Regions from separate parts of the Mus musculus genome. Here all the other regions are linked to region 1. Evidence: chromatin contacts called from public HiChIP or PLAC-seq and promoter capture Hi-C data. All regions are on one chromosome and are shown on one strand. The core of a region is the stretch at or near the end of the contact, and the rest is flanking DNA. Distances in the headings are between cores, read along the strand shown. Region 1 holds the start of Map4k4 (mitogen-activated protein kinase kinase kinase kinase 4). Region 2 holds the start of Pdcl3 (phosducin-like 3). Region 3 holds the start of Npas2 (neuronal PAS domain protein 2). Region 4 holds the start of Il18rap (interleukin 18 receptor accessory protein). Region 5 holds the start of Rpl31 (ribosomal protein L31).

What was found. Promoter capture Hi-C pulls out the DNA fragments that hold promoters and counts their contacts. HiChIP or PLAC-seq counts read pairs in DNA pulled down with a chosen protein or histone mark.
Region 2: a contact with region 1 is called in a promoter capture Hi-C map of pre-B cells. The contact joins the promoter of Pdcl3 here to the promoter of Map4k4 in region 1. A contact is called at or near these places in 1 of 39 promoter capture datasets (pre-B cells) and 2 of 9 other capture datasets (adipose tissue and liver).
Region 3: a promoter capture Hi-C map of embryonic stem cells shows a contact between it and region 1. The contact joins the promoter of Npas2 here to the promoter of Map4k4 in region 1. A contact is called at or near these places in 3 of 39 promoter capture datasets (embryonic stem cells and liver), 2 of 484 Hi-C or Micro-C datasets (both in embryonic stem cells) and 1 of 115 datasets of contacts at active chromatin or transcription factors (memory CD8 T cells).
Region 4: a contact with region 1 is called in an H3K4me3 HiChIP or PLAC-seq map of bone marrow-derived macrophages, with 6 times the contacts expected there. The contact joins the promoter of Il18rap here to the promoter of Map4k4 in region 1. A contact is called at or near these places in 4 of 39 promoter capture datasets (the HPC-7 cell line, HPC-7-derived erythroid cells, hippocampal neurons and 2 more) and 3 of 115 datasets of contacts at active chromatin or transcription factors (bone marrow-derived macrophages, effector CD8 T cells and memory CD8 T cells).
Region 5: a contact with region 1 is called in a promoter capture Hi-C map of pre-B cells, with 3 times the contacts expected there. The contact joins the promoter of Rpl31 here to the promoter of Map4k4 in region 1. A contact is called at or near these places in 2 of 39 promoter capture datasets (pre-B cells and second pharyngeal arch cranial neural crest), 4 of 484 Hi-C or Micro-C datasets (embryonic stem cells and epidermal suprabasal cells), 1 of 115 datasets of contacts at active chromatin or transcription factors (memory CD8 T cells) and 2 of 9 other capture datasets (adipose tissue and liver).

What each region holds. Positions count from the first base shown.
Region 1 is chr1:39,899,525-39,902,437 of GRCm38.p6, forward strand. It overlaps Map4k4 (mitogen-activated protein kinase kinase kinase kinase 4), which reads left to right and starts at 1,389. Exons shown (of 32, transcript NM_001252200.1): 1 at 1,389-1,762; 2 at 1,985-2,050. The coding sequence starts at 1,706.
Region 2 is chr1:38,986,273-38,989,185 of GRCm38.p6, forward strand. It overlaps Pdcl3 (phosducin-like 3), which reads left to right and starts at 1,542. Exons shown (of 6, transcript NM_026850.4): 1 at 1,542-1,577. The coding sequence starts at 1,572.
Region 3 is chr1:39,192,907-39,195,819 of GRCm38.p6, forward strand. Npas2 (neuronal PAS domain protein 2) reads left to right here and starts at 1,366. Exons shown (of 21, transcript NM_008719.2): 1 at 1,366-1,836.
Region 4 is chr1:40,513,970-40,516,882 of GRCm38.p6, forward strand. Il18rap (interleukin 18 receptor accessory protein) reads left to right here and starts at 1,393. Exons shown (of 13, transcript NM_010553.4): 1 at 1,393-1,507; 2 at 1,731-1,806; 3 at 2,428-2,566.
Region 5 is chr1:39,366,374-39,369,286 of GRCm38.p6, forward strand. Rpl31 (ribosomal protein L31) reads left to right here and starts at 1,478. Exons shown (of 4, transcript NM_001252218.1): 1 at 1,478-1,882. The coding sequence starts at 1,776.

The DNA.
Region 1 (2,913 bases), core at 139-2,638:
TAAGATATATGAAATGGGCTGCACACATCACTGTATTATCAATAAATAATAACAAAGCCAAACCAGACAAGCGCTAACAAATTCACCAACATTTTTGTTCCTGTGCGTTTCCTAAGGAACAGATATTGGGAGTTCCGAATATAATTTCACTCTACAATGGAGTCTCATGTCAAACATCTTAGAACGTAACCCAAGCAGAAGAGCGCTGGACATTCTCTGGGGGCAGCGACTTGAACTCTGGGTATAGGCCGAAGTGGAGAGTATGCTCGCTCCTCTCTAGGCTAGGGTCTTTAGGGTTTGAGTACAACAATTGCAGTATTGGGGGTTTTCTACTCCGAGGCTATAAGGTGTGTACTGCTTAAATCAGAACAGTGTGGAGTGTGTGGGGAGGGAGGTGCAGAACGTTATTGACAACTAGATGCCCATGAAACAGTGGATTTTGGGGGGCGCCATGTAACACCAAGCTTAGCTTCATCTCTTAACTTATCAGGCCCATTCTAGGCCTTCTACATGTGGGAGTCAAGCAATTTTACAGCGATCTTGTACCTGGCCATTCTGGGATACTGTTGAGAACACCCGCTGTGAGGTAACAGGGAGTCACTAAACATGTTTTTGGCTGGTCCTGGGACGTGATAAAGAGGGACAGTAGTTGAACTGCCTAGCTGACTTGCTGTGGCATGCTGGAAGAAGCCTGTTTGGTGACCCGTGGTGATCTCCATCCAGGTACTGTCAGGGTTTTAGATCCCGAGCAGAGGGCTCGCCCGTCCGCCCTCCCTCCCATGGGCCAAACTGGCTCGGGGAACACAGCAGCGAGCAATCACAGCGACTGTTTTGGATTCTCCCGGACGGTCAAGTGATGCTCAGCGAATCCTCCAGCAGCAACCAAGCCACAAACTGAGACAGGAAAGGAGAAAGGAGAGGAACACCCCTTGGGGGGTAAAAAGGAAACGAGGGTCTACGGGACCGACCGGCCGTAGGCGGCGGAGGGGTCCGAGGCCCGACCCCGGCGCGTCCTGGCACACCCTCTCCCGGGCGAGCGGCGCGGGTGGGGTGTCCACGGGGCCGCCGGGGCGCTCCGAGTCTTTCATTCATTGTTAGCGGAGGCTGGGGTGTTCCGCCGCGCCCCGCACTTCCTCCGGGAAGGCCCCGAGGGCTCCCGGCCCCACCCCGGGCCGGGCCACCATCCGCGGAGGGCCGGCCGCCCGGCCATTGTTCGAGCCCCACCCCTGCTGAATATTCACGCGGGCGGGCGGCGAGCGAGCGAGGGCGAGGGCCGGGTTCCGCCCGCTCTCCCGGCGGAGGGGGCGGGGGAGTCGCTCGCCCCTCCTCAGCGGCGCCGGTCGGTGCCCCGCGTCCCCGCCCCCGCCCCCGCCTCCCGCGGCATCTTTGTCTCGCGGCCTCGCGCTCGCTCGCTCGCCGCGCTCTCCGGCCCCAGCTCCGGGCCGCTCGTGCAGGCGCGCGCGCGCGGGGCGCCGGGGCCTGAGGCGGCGGGCGACGCCCGGGGGGCGGGTGGGGGCCGAGGGAGGACCGCCAAGCCATGGTGTGAGCTCCGCGGCCAGCGCTCTCCGCGCCGCGCTCCGCTCCGACCGGACGACAAGCCGCCCGGGCGGCGGCGGCCTGCCCGTGCGGCCCGAGCCCCGGCGCCGCCGAGCCCCTGCCCGTCTCTCGCTCTCTCGCCCGCTCCCGGAGCGGCGACCCGGGGAAGATGGCGAACGACTCTCCCGCGAAGAGCCTGGTGGACATTGACCTGTCGTCCCTGCGGGTGAGTGCGGCCGCGCCCTGCGCGCCGCGGTGGACACGGACACCCGCGGGCGCGGCGGCCCCTTTGTCTGCCGGGCGAGCGGGCGGGCGGGTGCCACGGCGCTCCCGGGGACCCGGCGGGGCGAGCCTTTGTCACCGCCCTGCATCCCTCCCTCCGCCCTCTCGCCCTCCTCGGTTGGGGTCCCTCTTTTGAGTTGATAACCTCCCCCTCCTCTCTCTCCAGGACCCTGCTGGGATTTTTGAGCTGGTGGAAGTGGTTGGAAATGGCACCTATGGACAAGTCTATAAGGTCGGTGTGGGGCGCCTTTGTTCCCCGTGGCGTGGAGAAACTTCTTAGGGGACGAGGGAAAGGGTGACGAAACGCTGCTGACTGCAGGCCGTGCCGCCTGGCCAAAGTTGGGAAAGGGGGTTTCGCCTGGCTTTTCTTTTTTTTTCTTTTTCTTTTTTGTTTTTTTGCCTGTGTTCAGACTGGCCTTAAAAGACCTCATTTCCTGGCTTTGAGATAAAGGAAATAAGCTACACTGTTAGGCATGCACTTGGCTTTAGCAAAATAGAAAAGGAATTTTGTGTTCGAGGGTGACCACAGGGTCTCCCCCCAAACCCCCTTTCCTCCAAATCTGGCCTTCATGCGTTTGCGTTTGTCCGTGAATTAAAATTCGGTGTAGACAGGCCTTGCCTATGACTCCACTCAGCCACTGCCTTGGTATTCTTGAGACATGTCATCGTGCTTCTGCCTTCGGAGTGCTTGCCGTAGGCTCCAACTTGGGGAGGCTAGCGTTACCTGGTACTGATTTTAAAGCTTGGCCAGCATACCCTGTTCTAGTGGACAGTATCTTGGGGAAGCGGGCGGGGGAGTGTGCTTTTGGGCCACGGGAACAGGAGGAATTACAGTGTGGGGATTATAAAATGTGAATTCCAGGAATAACCTTTGTGACAGCTGTGTAATTGAGATGGCTGGGAGGAGAGAGAGCAAGGAGTAGAGAGGATGCCAGACTTCACACCCGCCACCCCTGGTCGTTCTCTCTCTTTAAATTTATCCTCCTCCCTGGGCTGCAGATGAAGCTGAGGAATCTGTTGGCCTGTGTCGCCGCGGAGCTGGCACCTAAGGCTGTGAACTGTTGTTCATTCTGTTTCGCTCGCTCGGTCTAGAAG
Region 2 (2,913 bases), core at 292-2,791, 910 kb before region 1:
TCAGTTTTATCTGCCTCCAAATGACTATCCAGTGTTTCCTACGTCCTTCATAGAAGGTCTACATACCTTCCCCAGTCAACTAAGATTTATACACAGTGTCATGCTGTGGCCGAGGCTTGTCTCAGAACTCATGATGTAATCTCCAATTAAAGGCTCAGCTGAACAGTTTGTTTCTCGTGTGTATTCAGTTAAAGACTTTATCCATGTTGTAGTCAATGTAATAAAACCAAAAGTCAAGACAATGAGTTAACAGGGGATTGTTCTGAAGCACACCTGCTGTAAAAAGCAACTGGGAACATTATTTCCAATACACCAGGATACATCTTTCAGTGGATCCACCTGGAGCAAGGAAAGGGCAAACCACACCTGCTTTACTGCTGTGCGGTGGAGAGAAGCCTGTGATCAAAGTCCCTCAAGTTAAACTATCTCACAAACTGATTTTGGAAGTGAAAACTGGGAAAATTCATTCACAACACTAGGCAAATTAATTAACACTTTAAAAGGTCTGTCTGTAATCTGGTTGGAATGTGTTGGGTTAAATTAAATCCATGCTCCTTGTTTTTTTCAGGGAATAGTGTAATTTTTTTTCTATATTAGTGATTATTCCCCAGAAATTATCAGTTCCGAGTCCTCAGCTGCAGGGATTTAAGTTGTCTGGAAATAACACCTTAGTGTAACTGTAGTTTTTGTTTGTTTTTATAGACAGAGGTTCACTCTCTAGCCCTGGCTGGGTCTCCTGAGTATTGGAATTATAGATGTGAACTACCACACCTAGACACCTGCAGTTTTGAAAGCTCCTTGGTAATTCCAAAGTGTACCCACGGTGTGTGCTTGAGCAGAGGCAGCAAGGTAGTCCAGGGCTGTGGAAGGCCTTTTAACTCCCGTGCTCTCAGTTCCAGCTCCGAATGCTGTGGATCGCCCTGGAGCCTGTGCTTTTGCTCAGGGTCACACGAGTCTGGTATTAACCAGAGAAAATGATTCTCACTGTGGCCTTTTCCTTTTGTGAGGGTGAAGGGGCGTGGAGCCCAGGCGTTCCCCACTCCACCGGTTTCTCAAATCTGATGCTGTAACCGCAGAGGTTAGACTATGCTCTAAACAAACCCAGTGAGCTCAGTAAACAAACCCAATAAGCAATTCATCCCATTCAACAGAGAAGGTGTGTGACCTCCAGGTGACCCGGGTCACTTTTAATCCTAGCATCGGGTCACTGTCAGGCAATTCTGCTTCCGACAGGCTCCGATTGGCGGCCCGGGAAGTCGCAGAACCTATGCTTACCTCGGGTCAGCCCCAAACAACCAGCCACTTTCCCTAACAAGGTAGCGCCTGGACATGGCCCGAATGACGTCACCCTATAGTCCCACCCACCGGAGGCACGGCCTGTCATTCCAACGCTCTCAGCCTTCGCCCGGGTTCCTGAGGACCAGGCGCAGACTCCAGTCTTCACTTCCTCCTTGGCTCCGCCCTTTTCGTGCCTGGGGGCGGGGAGAAGACCGGAGGGGGCGGTGCCGCGCGTGCGCGGAGAGGAGCGGAGGGGCTGGGGCAGAGGGCTGGTTTGAGTGACTGAAGGCAAGATGCAGGTGAGTGTGGCGAGCTCGGGACCCCAAGTCTGCGGTCGTTTGGCTTGGTGGGCTCGCGCCAGACCCGGAGCCGGGTCTACATGGATTAGTTACAGAACTCGGCGGACTGCGGGGAGGCCCGGCGCAGGCGCACTGCGAGAGGGCGGGTGCGGTCCCTCCGGCCTCCTGGGCTGGGCACTCCTGCTCCGGTGCGTCCTGCCCCGCAAATCTCTGTCCTTTGGTAGGCACCGGACTTTGGGCTCGTTCTCCTCCAGGCCTGATGAAGGCCCCGACCCTCCTGCCATCTAGAGCTGACTCTAGATGGTCCGTTGGGAGTGCTTTCTGGTTTCCAGATCTGAACTCTAGGCCTCACGACTATTGTTAATTTCTAATATGAAGAAAGGTGGAACTCCTTAGCAATTTTTTTTCCTTTTTTGAGCTGGAATTAGACAAAAGCCCAAAGAAAGTGTGTTAGAGAACCGCATCGGAATAGCCTTAGAAGAGCAAAAGTATGCGTCAGCCACTTTGTCGCCAACCTTCTATGTGGCTGTGTTTAAGGATTCTGAAGAGTCTGGATGGAGGGTAGATGGACCGTGTAGTTGTGGGCTCCGGCTTAAGAGACAGACCTTGGGGACTGGAGGGGGTGGTCATCTACACATTCAGCAAGCCGGCCACACCTACACCTGGGAGGCAAGAACAGGCTCAAGTAAAGGGATATACCTAGTATTTTGTGCTTACTAAACATTAGCCGTCAGGAGTGACTCTGGAGCAGGCCAGGCGTCTGCTATTCTCAGATTTATCCTTTAGACTCTAAAGCTTAGGGAAGTCTGTGGGTCTAGCCACAGTCTTCCTCTTCCCCAAGTCTACTGCAGGCTCTCAGGACAGACAGATGGTCAGTCAGCATGTCACAGCGTTTTTGCATTTTCAGGTCCCTCTGCCTGGAATGTAACTTCCTTTGGTCTCCAGGTTCCTCTCGTTGGGGAAGAGTTCTCAGGACTCAGATAAACCTTCTTTAATTAGTGCGTAGCTCTGACCTGTTGTTTAGAGAGGCCCAGCTTCAAGCAGACACCTTTCATGGTTTATGTAGGGTTAGCCAGTCGTCTCCTGGTGTTTTGGGGTTTTGTTTGTTTGTTTGTTTTTTCTGAAGCTGAAATGCGCAGGTTTCTGGTTAAGACAGTGTTTGCTGTATCGTTGCGTAGCTCTGACCTGTTGTTTAGAGAGGCCCAGCTTCAAGCAGACACCTTTCATGGTTTATGTAGGGTTAGCCAGTCGTCTCCTGGTGTTTTGGGGTTTTGTTTGTTTGTTTGTTTTTTCTGAAGCTGAAATGCGCAGGTTTCTGGTTAAGACAGTGTTTGCT
Region 3 (2,913 bases), core at 116-2,615, 710 kb before region 1:
CCCGGCGCTGCTCCTAGGGCGCCTCCTGGCCGCAGCCCCCGACCTGTGGCCCTGGGGTTACAAGGGGACATTTAGCGGGTTCTTGCCGATCCTTGACCCATTTTCCTGACCAGTTAAGCTCGCCCTGGAGGAGGCACCGAGCGTTCCTCCCTAGCAACCGCTGCTATATTCCACGAACAGCGTTCACTCTCACATCCCAGGACCCTTCTTCTCACCTGGTGTTCCCTCACCCACCCACGTCCCCAGTAACCTGAGTCACGGAAGCGCAGAGGCCTGCCCTTAGAGGTCGGCGTGGGCGAGGGGGACAAGACAATCACATTCTAGCAAACACCCCCACCCCGTGACAGCACAGTGGCAGTGGGCACTGAGATGATTCCCATTTACCCGGGGCACGGATTCTTTGCTACCCCCCTAGTGACAACTTTAGCAGGACCCTGGCCGGCAGCTCCTCAAATGTCAAGCTCGCCTCCCCTCTTCCAGGTTCCGCACTAAGCACAGTCTCCCCCTTCCACCGCGCCCAGTCCGGACCAGACTGGCCGGACCCCCACGTCGATACCCCCACACCCCCCTCCCCAAGCAGCCCCGCAGGACTCGCAGAGGCCCTGGGGGCGCACCGGTGTCTGCCCCGCCGAGAGTCGCCGGGGGGTCGCAGGGTCCGCGTCCCTGCGGCACGCGCTGAGTGCGCGGCTCACACTGGGTTTGGACCGTAGGGGGGTGGGGGGAGCGGGTAGCCGCCGGAGCCTGGAGGCTTAAGAGGAAGAGGAGGAGGAGGAGGAGGAAGGGGAGCGGGAGGAGGAGGAGAAAGAGAAGAGGGAGGAGGAGGAGGCGGCAGCGGGGCGGGGAGGTGGCGGCGGTCCCCAGCTCTACGCGCCCAAGAGTTTGCGGCGCGAGCGGCGGGCTTTTCCGCAGGACCCGAGGGACCCGCGCAGCGGCCGCGGAGCCCCGAGACCCCGGCGGCAGCGGCGAGAGCAGCGCCTCCCGCCGCCGCCCGGGAGAAGCTCCCCGAGCCCGCCTGCCGCCCCGGCTCCCCGCGGCGGCGGGAGGCGCGTCTCCCCGGCCCAGTCGGTGCCCGGCCTGGCGGGGCCGCCCCGGCCCGCTCGGAGGTAAGAGGCCACCGCGCTTGGGGACGCACGATCTCGGGTGGGAATACGTGCGCGTGGCTCGCGGCTCTGGTCACCTGCTCGCTAGCGCTGGGGACGCGCGGGGCAGGGAGGGACGCTCGGGCGCGACACCGCGCGAGGCTGCGCAGCGCAGGCACCCGGGGGTTGGGGCGCGGGGAGGTGAGTCCTGCGCACTCCGGGTCCTGCCGCCCTGGGCTTCGGGTCCTGCCAACCGCTGCAGCCAGACAGACGGTGGGCTCCCGGAGCTGCTCGCCAAGAGAGAGGACTAGGCACCCCAAACATCGGGATTCGGGGGTCCTCCGAGGGTGCTAGAGGGGTACTGCGTGCCCGGACAGAAGCTTTCAAGATTGCCCGCTGCCCTTCCAGAGCCCCACCGCAGGCATCCCGAAGCGTAGGGAGCCCGGGACGCCTGGAGAGTGTGGTTGCCTGGCCGGGCCCTTGTGTCACTACGTTCCTGGGTCTGACTTGGCTTAGGGCTGGACTGAAAGCCCAGTCTTTGTGCTTAGACAGCTCTGCGCTCCTGGGACTCCCCGGGTTGGATGCTACAACATTGTTTTAGTGGGAGGTGTGCCCCCTCCCCAAGTAGAGGAGGGGTGCGACCTTGACTTTTCTAAAAAGCCACTTAGGGTGGGAAGCAGGGGGCAGGGACAGGTACCAAGAGGCTCAATTCAAAGCCAGCCTCCCCCCTCTGCCCGCCTCTCCTTAACTGCTTAAGGTAAGAAAGTTTGTTTTCGGCTCTGTGGTTCATAAATAATTAGTAACCAGTTTTGTTGACAAGGCAAGATGGAAACCTTAAGCATACACGCGCATTTCCACCGACTCTAGAATCTCCTAAGGTTAAATCCGGGAGTCTTTAGTTCGTAAAGTTGTAGGCTGTAGCGTTCAACAGGTGTTGCAAGGGTCCTAGAGGCCCCAGCTTAGGGTTTTTTTTTCTCTATCCATTGCGTTAGGATCCGCCCCTAGTTCGCGGTTAGCTTGCTTCTTTACAGGTGAATATTGAGTCGTTATTAACTGCGTCGGCGGAGACAGCTAGTCTGTCTCAATCACTAGAACTCTATTATCCTTAATAGGGTTTTCTTTTATAGGAGGGATTTCCCATTTGGACTTTCCAGGTAGTTAGTCCTGAAGCAGTTCCTGGCAGGACTCAGCTCTGTCAACACCTTCCTGTCTCTCTCTTCACAGAGAAGTCCCCATCCAGCGAACTGGCCAACTAATTATGGCTTGCATGAAAAACGGCCAGCCCTGGAAGGCACCCTTCAGACTCAAGAGCAAATACTGGCTTGATCTTCCTTCCTGCTGCTAAAATTTCTCTGAAGGAAAACGTTGCCAGAAATAACCTCCAATCTCTTTTTAAATAGCCCCTAAATAAATATAATCCTGTTTTTAAAAGAGATATTGCGATCTGGGCCACTATTTTACAAAGCAAATTTTTCGTTACTGACAGATATGAACCAGTTGAGGTACTGGTGTTTCCCAGCAGTCTACTCTTTTGCCATTTCCCCTCAGAAACCCGTACCTCTATTTATTTGGAGGTCATCCCGCTGTGCAGATGTGGAAAAGGTTTTTATTCCAACTACTCCCTAGAGTTACATCTTGAGGGGTAGGAGAGGATATACTCTAGAGAAAGCACATTATTAATAAAATGTTACAACACACGCCCAAGGGTTAAACATGCCTGGAGAATGGAGTGAGACAATTGCAATGAGTGTGTTGAGAGGAAAATTTCCTGGTATGATAGATGTTCACATGGTAGCTGAAGAGATGACCTTTATATAGAAAACAATTGGTGTTT
Region 4 (2,913 bases), core at 143-2,642, 610 kb after region 1:
GAAGAGGAAACGTGTTGTAATTATACTTTAATTTATTTGCAAACATTAAAAAATTTAAAAAAATAAATTTAAGTAAAAAGATCTGAGTCCATTTGGAACATAGTCTGTTGTGTGGTGCGAGTGGAGAATTTGTTGCGTAGTTTTCCATAGGGCGACCTAAGTTACCACACTACGTCTAGTTTGTGATGCTCTTTCCTATTTTTAAAAATTTCCACACACAGTTAGACTTGTTTCTACACTGTCTCCTCTTCTGTTCCACAGGTCAGCTCTCTCTATTCATGAGGGTGCTCCGCAATGATTTTACTTGTACCAAGTGTTAAAGCCTGAGTTTCCTGTGGTGACTAAGACCTTCATCTGATCCCAAATCTCCTGTGGTTCATGATGTCCTGCTTTTCTCTTCCAAAAACAGTTTATAAAGGACACATTAAGCTTCGAAGGAAAAGCTGTTGATGAATTCACTTCAGGAGACCACACTGGCAGTAACTTTGGGCTTAACTTTAAGGTCTATATTCAGATCTCTGAGGTTTGATAAGGACACTCCCAACGCCCAGGCACTCTGAATGTACCTCAGCCTGAATTAAACCATTATCATGAACAATGCCTGGTCTATCCGTTTCCCCTTCATCCTCAGTATTCCTCCTTTAATCCCATTTAGATTTTGGATTACTGGGCTGTCCCTGTCACACCCTGGGAGTCTAAGCTCATGTGCCCTCATGTGCTTTCCTCTGAACCTGCAATAGGTGGTAGGAAAACCTCAAATCCTTTTGGGATTTGAGCTAGTTCCACAATTAGCATGAATACATGATTTTATTTATTTATTTATCTATTTATTTATTGGCTTAGACCTGCCCTCAGTTGCTAACTCTTCTCTTAGATTTTCACCTTCACCTCAGGTCAACACTTACCTTGCCCCCACTCTGACATGAACTTGGGCTCTGCTTTTATTTTATGCTCTTCTCCAGCCTTGTGCTGAAACAATCCCCATGGTTTGCTGTGCCCCGCTGCTTCAGCTTGTCTTTATGGGGAGAATAGGCTCCGTTTAATTAAGAGGCTTTGGGACTAGTGTGGTCTCACGGTCCTCTAAATTGTTTTAATTACAGTGCAGTTCTTAATTAGGCATTCCACGGTGCACAAGCATAGCCTCCGAGCCTTTCAAAGCTACGGTTATATCACTCTCCTCATTGATAAATTATTGCTCTGTAAAAGTGATGCTGGAGAGAGAGAGTTCATCAGAAGAAAGCCTTTAGGTTTGAAATGAAAGGCAAGGTTGGCAGTGCTTGTTTTAGAAGAAGGGGGAGGAGGAAGAGGAGGAGGAGGAAGTAAAAAAGAACTCCCCTGTTGAGAAACCGTGTCGAATGTTAACATTTGGTACAGGAAATTCCTGTAAAGGAAGCAGGCTTACTCACCATTTCAACTAAACCTAACCACAACCCCTTTCTTGTCAAGGAGGCTGGCCAGAGGACAGCTTTGAATGCTTTATTTCAGGAGTTTTCTTCCGTGGATAAAGGTAGTTTACTTCATTTCTCCTTTGTTATGACTGGGCATTTTCCAACACCAGAGGTCCTTTACAAAATTCCAAGGTTGTCCTTTTCTGTCCAGGTATAACTTATTATTTCAAAACTGTATGGGTTGGATAGTCCTTAAATCTTCTTCAAGTAACTCTCTTGCTAAGAAAAAAAAATGTAGCAGAACCCTTTGAAAATGGGTGTTTTTCACACTTTTTTTTTCAGATGCACAAGCTGGCATTCACTGACATAAAGACTTGAATTTCTTTATTTGTTGTGTATGTAAGAGCAGGAAACAAAGGTAAGAGACCAGAATATTCTTTCCCTAGATTCCTTAACCCCTAATATATATTTTTAAAGGACTTAAAAAGTGAATTGCTAAAGAGTTGCTTTTTGTGGAATATTTTTAATCACAGGTGTGCTATTAGGCAGCAACATTTGTATCTCAGTGTCGGTTTTAACCTTAACTTGTATAAGTGACTAGTTACAAAGTAAACCTTTGTTTTAAACAGTGATTCTTACATTTTATTGAAAGGATTATAGAGGGATTCAATCAAATGCGGGTCAAATCTGAATGGCCACATTACTTGTCCATCTTTGGAGGCAAGCACTGAACAAGCTGCTATGGACCATGTGAGCATTATCAGTATTCTTTGACTACTGCAATTATTAGACTAGGCCATAGCATCTCTTTTTTATTTGTACTTTAAGGGTGTGCACAGGACTGAGAGGCTTCCTGGTGATTCATTCACAGCTTTCATTTTTCTCCTCCCAGCAAAAGCTTTGTTCTTTGAAAAACTTAGCTCATTATTACTCTAAAATATGGTCAAATTGGGTATCTTTTGAATAACTTCAGGCTAACTTTTTCTGCTTCTGAGAAAAAGAGAGAATTTTTAAATAAAAGCCTTCTGGAAAATTTTAGGAAAGAGACCTTGCAGATCTTCAGATCATCTCACCGGCCTCCGACCTCCTTCTGTAGAGAAGGCGAATAGTGGTGGCAAGATGAGAAACTTTGAAACCCTCTTCCTCCAGATATGATTCTCCCTTCTACTACTGAACAGGTATGTGGTCATTGTTTCATAACGGGCACCGTTGCTATGAGTGATGCAACATTTGGTTTTCTACTGGGACAATAAGAATGACAGCACACATGTTTTACAGAATGACAAACTTGAGTTTTACATTTGCTGGTATCTGTCAGTCATTTTTACTCCCATATGCAGAATTGGCAGCCATGTTGGTTTAAGTTGGCCAGTGCTCAACAAGTACGATGCTCTACTCTTGGATGATCTCTTTGGAATTCCTGATGCATTTGGGTAATGGTAGAATGAGATTGTGTAGTCTTTTAAAAACAGACATTGGGAGGCAAGGGCTTGAAGTATGGACTTTTCAGAATGGCTTTGTTCTT
Region 5 (2,913 bases), core at 228-2,727, 530 kb before region 1:
TCAAAGTCAGCCAGTAATATACTGAAAAAAATCTAATCTGAGTCATCTAGAGAAATGCTATTAGTGCTCAGATGGACTTCATATTATGGAGATAAATAGCCTTGCTTTTCTGTAGAAAAGCTCATTAGAAATGAGGCAGGGGAATTTTTTTTCCTTTTTGATTTTTTAGCTTAATCATGTGTGGACGGATATGTCTAGTTTATTGACTCCTTAAATTATTCATGTTTTACTTTTAGTATGAAGTCAGGAACTCACAGCCTTTTATAAACTCAGCTTTTCTAATTAACCATTATTTATTAACCATAACTAATTATCATTTCTTGCTCAAGTCAGCACACTCTGACTAGTGGGCTCCTCTGTCTTCTTGCTAAAGATCCCAAATTCACATTTTCATATTCTCTTTATAGCCCTTCCTCCCTCTCCCTCCCTCAGTCTCTACTCTCCCCTTCCCTCTCTCCTCCCCTTACTCTTGGATCTAGTCTCATTGTGTAGCCAAGACTGGCCTCTGTGTAGTCCGTCCTTAATTTGGCATCCTCTTGCTCTGCCTCCTGAATGCATCGCTCCAGACTTCCTTTTAAATTATTTTTGAGTGGCTCTGCTTGGGAGATTGCGTTGCAATTTTCTGAGCTCAACCCCAGTACCAATCAGCACTCCCATAGAACCCCTTCTGGTTTGGATTCTCTAAGAACTAGAACCGAGCCTGTCTGCTCCTTTCCTCCTAGCCCCACTGAGAAGTCATCAGATATTGTCAAGCGTGTTTAGCCCACTACAGTCAAGGATATCTCGAACTCCTGATCACCTAACTCAACCCACAAAGTTCTGGGATCACAGGTGTGCACCACCACACGTGGCTGTGGACACTATTTTCTTAAGAGAGAGAGAGCAGTTGCCTGTCCACCCCAAGTCTGACCTTTGGGGAATCCAAAGGCCCCAGCATCCCTTAGCCAAAGGAGGCAGAGACATAGGTTCCTTGTAAGATCGTGGAGTTTCTGCCTGCCTGTCTTCTTGCCTGTGAGATCCTGAAACTTGCTCATTGCTGAAACTCCAATAGACAGGCTATTCGGACATGTTTAGATTCGGAGATCTATTTTCTACGGACGTGCCTGGCATTTCCGTGGGCATTTTCGACTTGGAAAATAAATTCTTTTGTTGTCGTCTCGGTCATTCCGGGGACCTTCCGCCAAGCACAGTATCTAATAGATTAAACAAACGTAGAGTGAGTGAGCGAGTGCACCCGAAAAACTGGAGTATCTTCCCTCCCGGCCGGGCGTTCCGAATCCGGGTTCGGGTTGGGATTTAAATCCCATCCCGCACCTCCACTGCTCAAGGCAGATTGCAAGAAGACTGACAAGATCGACCCCGCCCTGGGCCCGCCCTGGGTCCGCCCCATGCCGCTCGCTCCGCCCCTGACGCGCGCTGTATTTACGCCCCAGCCTAACTCCTAACTTCCCTCGCCACACCTCTTCCTCCTCGCCTCCCCGTGACCCGGAAGTTGTACGGCTACGCGACTTTCCCTCCCACAAACCCTCGCGCCCTTCCTTTCCTACTTGGGCCCGGCAGAGTGAGTATGGCTGCGGGGTCGCGGCTCTGAAATCCGGCGCCATCCGCGCCCGGCGCGGGACGGGCAGGCTCGGTGGGGTTTGTCCCGCGCCGCGCGGAGGCTCTGCGGTCCGGGGCGGTGGGAGGACGGCCTGCGGGGTACGGGTGCACCTTAGCTCGGGCTTGGGCTTTCCCACTACCTGCTTAGAGCCTCCCTCCCTGTCGCCTGCGTCTAGATGGCTCCCGCAAAGAAGGGTGGCGAGAAGAAGAAGGGCCGTTCTGCCATCAACGAGGTGGTGACCCGAGAATACACCATCAACATTCACAAGCGCATCCATGGAGTGTGAGTACCGGGCGGGCGGTGTGGCCCGCGACCCCCTTCGGGCTCCGGCCGGGCTGGGCTGTCACCCGCGAGCCTTGCTTACAGACTGGGTGCTCTAGAGGGCAAGCGGGTTTATTCCGGTGTGGTTGTGTGTACGTGGAAGGTGTGCGGGGTTTGGCTTGCACGGCAACCGGCTAGGAAATGGAGACTGGAGGCTGTGATGGAGTTTGAGGGAGCGGTTAGACTTGGGGAAGGTTGGTGGTGCTAAAACGTGAGTTCTGGTAATCCGGACGTGTAAAAGGAAAGTCAGTGACTTGTACGCTGCAGGAAAGTGGCCGGTTACTACCTCAAGTGCGAAATACGATTTTTTTTTTCGTCGTCCGATTATACAGATTTGTGCAAATTCGGGGCAAGTTGTAGTAAAGTGGCGGTTACAGAGAGTGATTGCGGTCCTTATTTGTACACGACCTATCTGCATTTGCGTTCCAGCCCTAGAGCTTGAGTTCTTGGACTTGATGGTTTAGTATTTTCGGAGAGATTTTGCCGGGTTGAAATGTGTGTCTGCACCTAGTGGGTTGCCCCAAGGTCTTTGCCCGGTATGAATACTGCTGGTGGTCGGCCACGTTCCTTCCTCTATGGTTGGGCATATTAAGCACTATGAAGCACTATTTAGGCCTGTGACAAAGTGAAAGTAGGCCACAAGTTAAAGGTGGTGTGGGTGTTGCCCAGTATGTGGAAGGAAGAGTCGCTCTCAGGTGAAAGGTACTCTTTAAAAGCAGCCTTGAATAGAGCATTGTAGAAGCGAGTCGTACCCCCCCCCCAGGCCTTTTGTATTTTGTTGATAAGGCCCTATGTGAGAATCTCTAGCCTCCTTCATTCTTTGGTAATTTCTTGGTCCCCATTGTGGTGTAAACCAAGCCTCTGCTTTGTTCCACTCCTTGCTTTCCCTGTCTCATTCATTCGGGTAGTAGTTGAGCCCAGTGCTAGGTCTGCCCTCTGAGATCTACTCACTGACTGCGGCAGCCCCACTTTTTCCAATTCCCTAACCATAA